2 separate regions of the Rattus norvegicus genome follow, and region 1 is linked to region 2. Evidence: chromatin contacts called from public Hi-C data. All regions are on one chromosome and are shown on one strand. The core of a region is the stretch at or near the end of the contact, and the rest is flanking DNA. Distances in the headings are between cores, read along the strand shown. Region 1 overlaps Dab2ip (DAB2 interacting protein). Region 2 overlaps Dab2ip (DAB2 interacting protein).

Region 1 (3,371 bases), core at 606-3,105, 54 kb before region 2:
AACTAAGCCAGACCGCTCTCCTCTCCCACTGAGGTAAGGAGTGAGTGAGCCTTCGCTTGTGTACTTGGGCTATCAGGGCTGAGCACAAAGGTGTGGACCTGGACCCAGTGCCCAGTGCTGGGGAGTGAACATCCAGAGAGAGCCTCACTACAAGTGAATCTGTCACACCGATGAGCCCTCCAATCTGGCAGATACACCATTTAACCCAGGCAACAGGTACCTGATCAAGCTGGCTGACAGCTTCCCAGAGCAGAGAGTGTAAGCTAGAGAGCTCCCGGCCCAGGTCTATGTAGCCCTCGAAGCCTGCTGTGTTAGAAAGGGTCTCAGGGTTGGAGATCTCCAACAGGAAGCGCTGCATGTTGGTCCACTCGTGCTCCAGGAACTGGTTCATGAATGACATGTATTCCTCTTTGCTGCCAAACCTGGACAGAAAAGGGCAGCCAAGATAAGGGCCCCTTAGTTGAGTCAGATCTCATCTCCTTCCTCACCATGGCTGCTGCCAATCAAGGTTCTGAGTTGCTAGGGTCTTCTCAAGGCCAAGACCACTCTACCCTTTGCAGGAACTAAAGTAACTAGTGTTCATGTTTCCTCTAACACTGCCCCTTATGGGCCCTGCCTCTTTTCCTGCAGACGGGAAAGCCCAGTACATAGGTCAATTTCAGATCCACACTTGGCCCAGTTGAGGTTTTGGGGTCATCAGGGACACCCCCCTCAAGCCCTGTCTCCTCCTCCAAATTTCCCTTTCCCAAGGGAAGAGACCACCGAACAAGTCAGAGGCTTGGCAGTGGTGTCAGCTCTCCTTCATTTTCTCCAAATGACAAGGCCTGCTGACCTGATCTTGTCACCTACTATCTGTCCCTGTGCCACTGCCTCCTTTAGCCAGTGCCCATCATTTTTAACTGAAGTCTGGCTATAGCCTCCCTCAGTCTCTCCTTACCAGACATACCTTGTTCAGTGGAGATCCTTTGCAGAGGCCAGAGGAGGTAAGGGCCATGCTGTATGGTCCACCTCTATACCGTGTGGCCTTCAGGTTCCTGTAGCCCTCATCAGTTACTTCCTGTCTCTCCCAGCTTTGTCTTGGTGACCTAGATGCCTTTGGTACCAGGCTTTACCATCAAGCCAGCTTCTGTTTCTTGTCTGAGCTAGATGATTGGTCTTCCTGTCTTTTCTCCCCAAAGCCTTTGCTCTCCTGAGACTTTGGCATCGTCTTGGCCCCACCCTTCTCTCCACTGCACTTGCCTCCCACACTCACAGTCAAGGCCCAGCACCGACAGACCTAGAAAAGGGCTCGATCCACAACTGTGAACTAATGACAGGATTACCCAGCCCTGCCACTTTATCTACACTGTCTAAACTGGCAGCCAAGGGGCTTAGAGATGCTCAGTGGTTGAGAGCATAGGCAGAGGACCCAGATTCAATTTCCAACATCCACACAGTATTTCACAGCCATCCCTAATCTGGTTTCTGGGCGTCTGATGCCCTCTTCTGACCTCTGTGGGCACCAAGCACTCATGTAGTATACAGACATACACGGAGGCAAAAACTCACACATAAAATGATTAAATCTTAAAAAAAAAAAAAGAACTTTACACAGCCCAAACCACCAGATGTGCTTTACAGGTAATCATCCTGGCAGTATTAACCCAAGTGCCCAGCTACCCAGGAAATCAGCCATTCCCTACAAAGTGGAGCTCGGTGCTCAAAGACAGACTCGAAGCCTTATGGCACTTTATGATAATGTGTTAACTCAAATACGCAGAAGGGAAAAATATCTTGTCTTCCCACCTTTAAAATCCAAAGAAGCATTCCAAAACGGCACTGCACTACTGGGAGGGTGGCTGTGGAGGAGGTTTTATTCTGAAGCAAGTGGCTGTGGGGAGGCTGAGGGAGACAGGGATAAAACCAAGGCCCACTGCACTAGCCTGGGTCAAGAGCACACACACCCCAAGTTTCTGTCCCTGTCTACTTCAACCCCATGGGATGAAACACTCACTTGGCAAAGTTGGCCAGGTTCTGGGTAACTTTGGCGATGAGCGTGAGGGTGCGAGCTGTGCGGTCGTCAGGATACTCCTGAAGCAGGTTGAAGAGCGAGGGCGACATGATGGCAGGGCACAGGAAGCGAAGGAAGAGGGAGGCGCTAATGAGTCGTTCACTGATATCAGGCCGGCCGCGGCTGCTACACTCCTGCCGCCATGAGGCGAACACCTCTTTAAGTTCCCGAGGGAAGACACTGCACAGGAACAAAGATGGGCCTGGGGGGTCAGGTAGGGCCTTGGACAGTTCAGGGCCAGATCTGTTTCTGAGTCGCATGGAACCCCGATTCCCAAACCCACACCTATGCTGATGGTGGAACGAGCTCAGGGCTCTGCAGCCAAGCCGGATGACTGTCCACTAGGCAGAGATGTGTGCTGGGCAGTGCTGCCATGCACTCTAAGACACTGTGGGGGACACAGCCAGCACAGGGTGGGCAGAGAGGCTGCTCAACAGACAGGGTAGGTTCAGTGAAGGGTCCAAGTGCACTAAGCATGAAGGCTGGCGGAACTGGAATACAACAGCTCTTCCCCAGGAGAAAGACATCTTTCTGTTCCAACATTAGGCTTCTGGGTCCAGAAGCATGAAGAAAACAAAACCACAGGGCAGACAGATGCTGTTCCTTGGGCTCCCACTTCAGGCTATCGAGACTCATATCGAGACCCTGCCTGAATGATGTCACAGGAATCTGGGTTTTCCACAGAGCTCAAAATGACTGAGCAGGGGAGTACCCCCAGCTAGTGAGAACACTGTGGTGGACTCGCTGGGGAGACGAATAAAGACTTTCCTAGGGTGACAGTTACGAAGGCACAGCGGGCACCACCTTCCCTGCCTTTTCACCCTAGGGCAGACCAGACCCAGTGCTCCCTGGACCTAATATACTACTGGCTCTGTCCTGAGCCCAGCAGGCAGGGCATGTGGCAGAATGAGGCAGAATCAGCAAAGTCGCCTATGAACAGGGGCAGGCAGCCCTCCAGCCTGATGCTTGAGCCAGGTGATGTCTACTGACGTCTTGTCCAGGAGAAAAGCCTGTCCCAGATGCAGAAGGAAGAAACAGAGACTGTCCACACAAGGTCTTCCCCATGGAATGAAGGGCAAAGGCTGAGAATACAGCCTAGCAGGGAGATGACAGTGTGTTCTAAGGGTGCTCAAGACTCTACAGTTGTCCCCCTACCCCAGAGGGACATCTCATGCAACACAAGCTGAGGGACTGGGACAGGAGGGTACTATCGCAAGCACTGGCCACTGACCCCTTTCTAAGGCCACTGCTCATCTAGTAGGCTTGCCTCTGTGTATCCTTTGGGAAAAGCAAACACTTCCTGTGCCAGCTCTGAGCTGGT
Region 2 (3,420 bases), core at 772-3,271:
CAAAGCAACAAACCAAGACCCCAGTCCTGAAAGCCCATTTTAGCTTCTAGACAGGGTAGGGGGATTCAAACCCAGTCTCCCTGAGTATTCAAGGGAAATCTGGGCTCCCTTCTGGTACCAGAGGCCACCAGGACAGATTGTTTACAGAAAATTTTAAAGACAATTCCACACCACTGCCAATGACATTCATCTCCTCTTGCTGCCTTTCACATTTTCCAGAAACGGATCTGTAGTTTCACTCTCTAACCGGACTAGATCTCCCCCTCCCCCTCCCCTTCCATGTAACAAGGCTAACCTGAGACCAGGCTGCACAGGATGTTTCCGAGGTCATCTTAGTGAAGCCCCACTCTGGCTAGATTGCTAGCCAAGCGCCTGCTGGCTTTTTGGTGCGGGCTTCCCAGCGGTAGAAGGTAAACACGACATGCATGCCGCTTGCTCTCAAGAGGGCAGACACACTCAGAGACCCGGGCTGCCTGCCGTCTCTCCTGCTCCCGGACAACCAACACATGCACACAAAATGGGGTACGTACACAAGCCCCCGCATGCGAGAACAGAGGGTCCGGACCCCTGCCAGGGAAAGCGCAGAGAAGGGCATGTTCTTGGGGGGAGACAGCCGGAGGTGGGGGCCGGAGGAGGGAGGAAGGCAGCAAACCGGGTAGCCTGCCGCCCAGACAGACAATAATAACAAAGATGGGAATGGAGATTTTCAAAGACGCAGTGGCTGCACCCAGCACCGAGCTCTGGCCTGGATGCATCTTCCTGCCAGGGAACGCCTGGTCCCCTGGGGCACCATAGCCATCAGTGAAAAGCTGGGGTGGCGGGGTGGGGGGGGTCCTGCCTTAGGCTGGGCTTAGCAGCCGGGGCAGGAAGCCAGGTGCAGACCGTGGTGGAGATGCACTGTAGAACAGCGCTGGGCTGATGGACAAGGAAGGTCTAGTGGTTCTAACTGGGATGTGGGAGGGGTGCTCTGGGAAAGGTGTTAGGTGTCAGTTAAACGTCACACCACCTTGGGCAGGAGTTAGGATAACTTGGGCTCCTTGCTTGCAGGAACCAAGGAGGAAAGGGAAGACATCATTCTACCTGTGCCCTTCCGCACAAGAAGTGCCAACTCGCCAACGGTAAAACGGACACGGACCCAGAAAGGCAGATGCCAGTAGCCTAAGATGCTGGGGCTGGATGCTGAAAAGGCTCCTGGGAGCCTACTGGCTCCTTCACCTCCACGACACGTTCTAACTGGCACAGAAATGCATCACTGTGCCTGTGCCTAAGTGGAAAGGTGCCTGTGGCTGACACGACTCAAGGAGAACCAGGGCCCCCAGAGGCTGTGCCCGCCCAGTGCCCCCGCACGGACAGGATGGCTTGCCCTTGCGAGCTGAAGCCTGCACGTTGCCATTGACTCCAGAGCAGGCTCAACAACCTCCTCCCCTCCCCTCCGCCCCACTAGCCACCTCCCCCTGGAATTTCCACACCTGCTCCCGGCTTGCCCAGAAGGAAGCAAGGAATAGGAGACACCCCCTGGGAGCGGGAGGTAAGGGCAGCTGCCCAGACTGTAGGGGGAAGGCCCATCTTCCCGGGTCTTAGGTGATGCCCATCAACCCAGAGCCTGGGCACTGTCTGCTTGGCTCACCCCAGCCCCCAGCGGAGCACGTGCCCTACTTAGCGCAGATGTGCCCCCTAAGCGGCCCAGCCCCCTGCTCCTCCCCTCCAGATGTTCACCCTTTTCCGCGCCACGAGCGCTACCGGCTCTGGGCAAAACCCAGCCGAAAATGCCTTTTGTATCGGACACCGAGGGACTCGGTAGGCCGGGAATGGGTCCTGAGGGTGGAGGCGCCACTTCCGTCCCTACCTCCAGGCACCGCACAGCCCGGGAAACAATGCCCACCTCGGCCAGACGAGGCAGGACCCCACATGCCCAAGAGGGCACTTGCCGCCCGGCCTCACCCCGGACCTCCAGCACCCTCCTAGCTGCAGCCGGTGAAGGCAACGAAGGCTGCAGCCCGAGTCCCATAGCCCGACGGGGGCCCAGTTCCCGGAGTTCCGGGAGGCCGGCGAGGCGTCACTCCCGCGGGAGCGTGCCCTGCCTGGGTCGGGCTTTGTCCCCGCGCCCTCGGGGCGCAGCCGGGGTGGCGGCGGGCTCACCTCTCATTGTCCGCGGCGGCGGTGGCTGCGCTCCGGAACCCCGGCAGGATGTGGCGGAAGCTGTGGTTGCGGTCCAGTTTGGGCTGGCTCTTGGTGCGCTTGATGGAGCCCTTGAGGCGGCGGCTGAGGAAGCCCTGCGCGCGGGGCGACAAGAGGGGGAAGGGGAGGCGGGGTTAGCGCGGCGGCGGCGGGCCGGGACCCGCACCCTCGCGGCCCACGGCGGGCCGGGCTCGGCCCCAGCAGCTCGCGGCCCGCGCCGCCGCCCGCCCGCCGACCGAGCGCCGACGGCCCGGCCCGCGCAGCGCGGCCCAGCCCACCCCGCGCCGCCCGCCGGCCGGCCCAGCCCGCCACGTCGCCCCCGCCCCTAAGCCGCCGTTGCCATGGCGACACTGAGCCGAGTGTCTCCGACCGTGGCCGAGGATGCCCGAGCCCCCCTACCCACCTCCTGGCGCCGAGAGGGCGGGGCGGCAGGGCTTCGGAGGGGCGGGGAACTTAGGGGGTGGTGATGAGTGGCTAGCGCCACCAGCAGCCCCTCACCTCACCTTCCTTCGCAACCAGGCCACACCCCCAACCTCCAGGAGGATTCCACACACCCCGCCCCGTCAGAGACTGACAGGAGTGGTTACTCAAATGAAGGAAAGTAAGGCTGGGAAAGCAGGTCCTCCAACAAGCCAGCGAGCCTCCTAGTAATCTGGCCATCTAGACCCCTAAGGCGGACAGACAATGGCTGGCTGTCAGGATGGAGGCTGAAACACTTGGACCCCCCAAAGCCAATCCCCATGGGTACAGGTTCCCCAGTTCCTCTCTTAAGGAGGGACCAAGGTGTGGAAGGGTTTGCTGAGTGCCTCCAATTTTGGGACACCCGACTCAGACCACTTATGGATTCACCAGCCAGTGCTGAGCTGAGGCTCCAGCTAAAAGCAGCATTCCCAACTCACCACACTCCACCCCACCCCAATCCAGAGCTTCTGGACAAATGAAGTGGCAGGTGACAAGCCAGGCCTCAGTACACCCAGGTTCGACCAGATGCCCTTTACAGATGATGAGTAAATGTGGGGCTCAAAGGGCCACAGCTGAGTCTTACTGGGAGAGCTGGTTAGTTTTATATAAACTTGGCACAAGTTAGTCATTTGAAACTCCCGACTAAGAAAATGCCTCCATTAGGATCCAGCTGTAGGACATTTTCTTATTTAAGGATTGATGTGTAGGGACACAACTATTGTAGGTGGGGCCACCCGTGGGCTGGTAGTCCTGAGTTCTGTAAGAAAGCAGGCTGAGCAA

The links. Hi-C and Micro-C count contacts between places; a contact is called where the count stands out from the background.
Region 1: a contact with region 2 is called in a Hi-C map of frontal cortex, with 2.0 times the contacts expected there. The contact joins two enhancer-like sites. A contact is called at or near these places in 5 of 12 Hi-C or Micro-C datasets (Schwann cells, frontal cortex, kidney and 1 more).

Annotation. Positions count from the first base shown.
Region 1 is chr3:39,466,900-39,470,270 of GRCr8, reverse strand. It overlaps Dab2ip (DAB2 interacting protein), which reads right to left. Exons shown (of 16, transcript NM_138710.4): 9 at 1,994-2,230; 10 at 221-422. Among named protein-coding and RNA genes, the nearest start is that of Dab2ip, 160 kb to the right of the region's middle. Within about 2 kb of position 1,855, at least 7 of the 93 cell types and tissues checked have an H3K27ac peak or open chromatin away from gene starts, as enhancers often do.
Region 2 is chr3:39,413,037-39,416,456 of GRCr8, reverse strand. Dab2ip (DAB2 interacting protein) reads right to left here. Exons shown (of 16, transcript NM_138710.4): 3 at 2,140-2,273. Among named protein-coding and RNA genes, the nearest start is that of Dab2ip, 100 kb to the right of the region's middle. Within about 2 kb of position 2,021, at least 31 of the 93 cell types and tissues checked have an H3K27ac peak or open chromatin away from gene starts, as enhancers often do.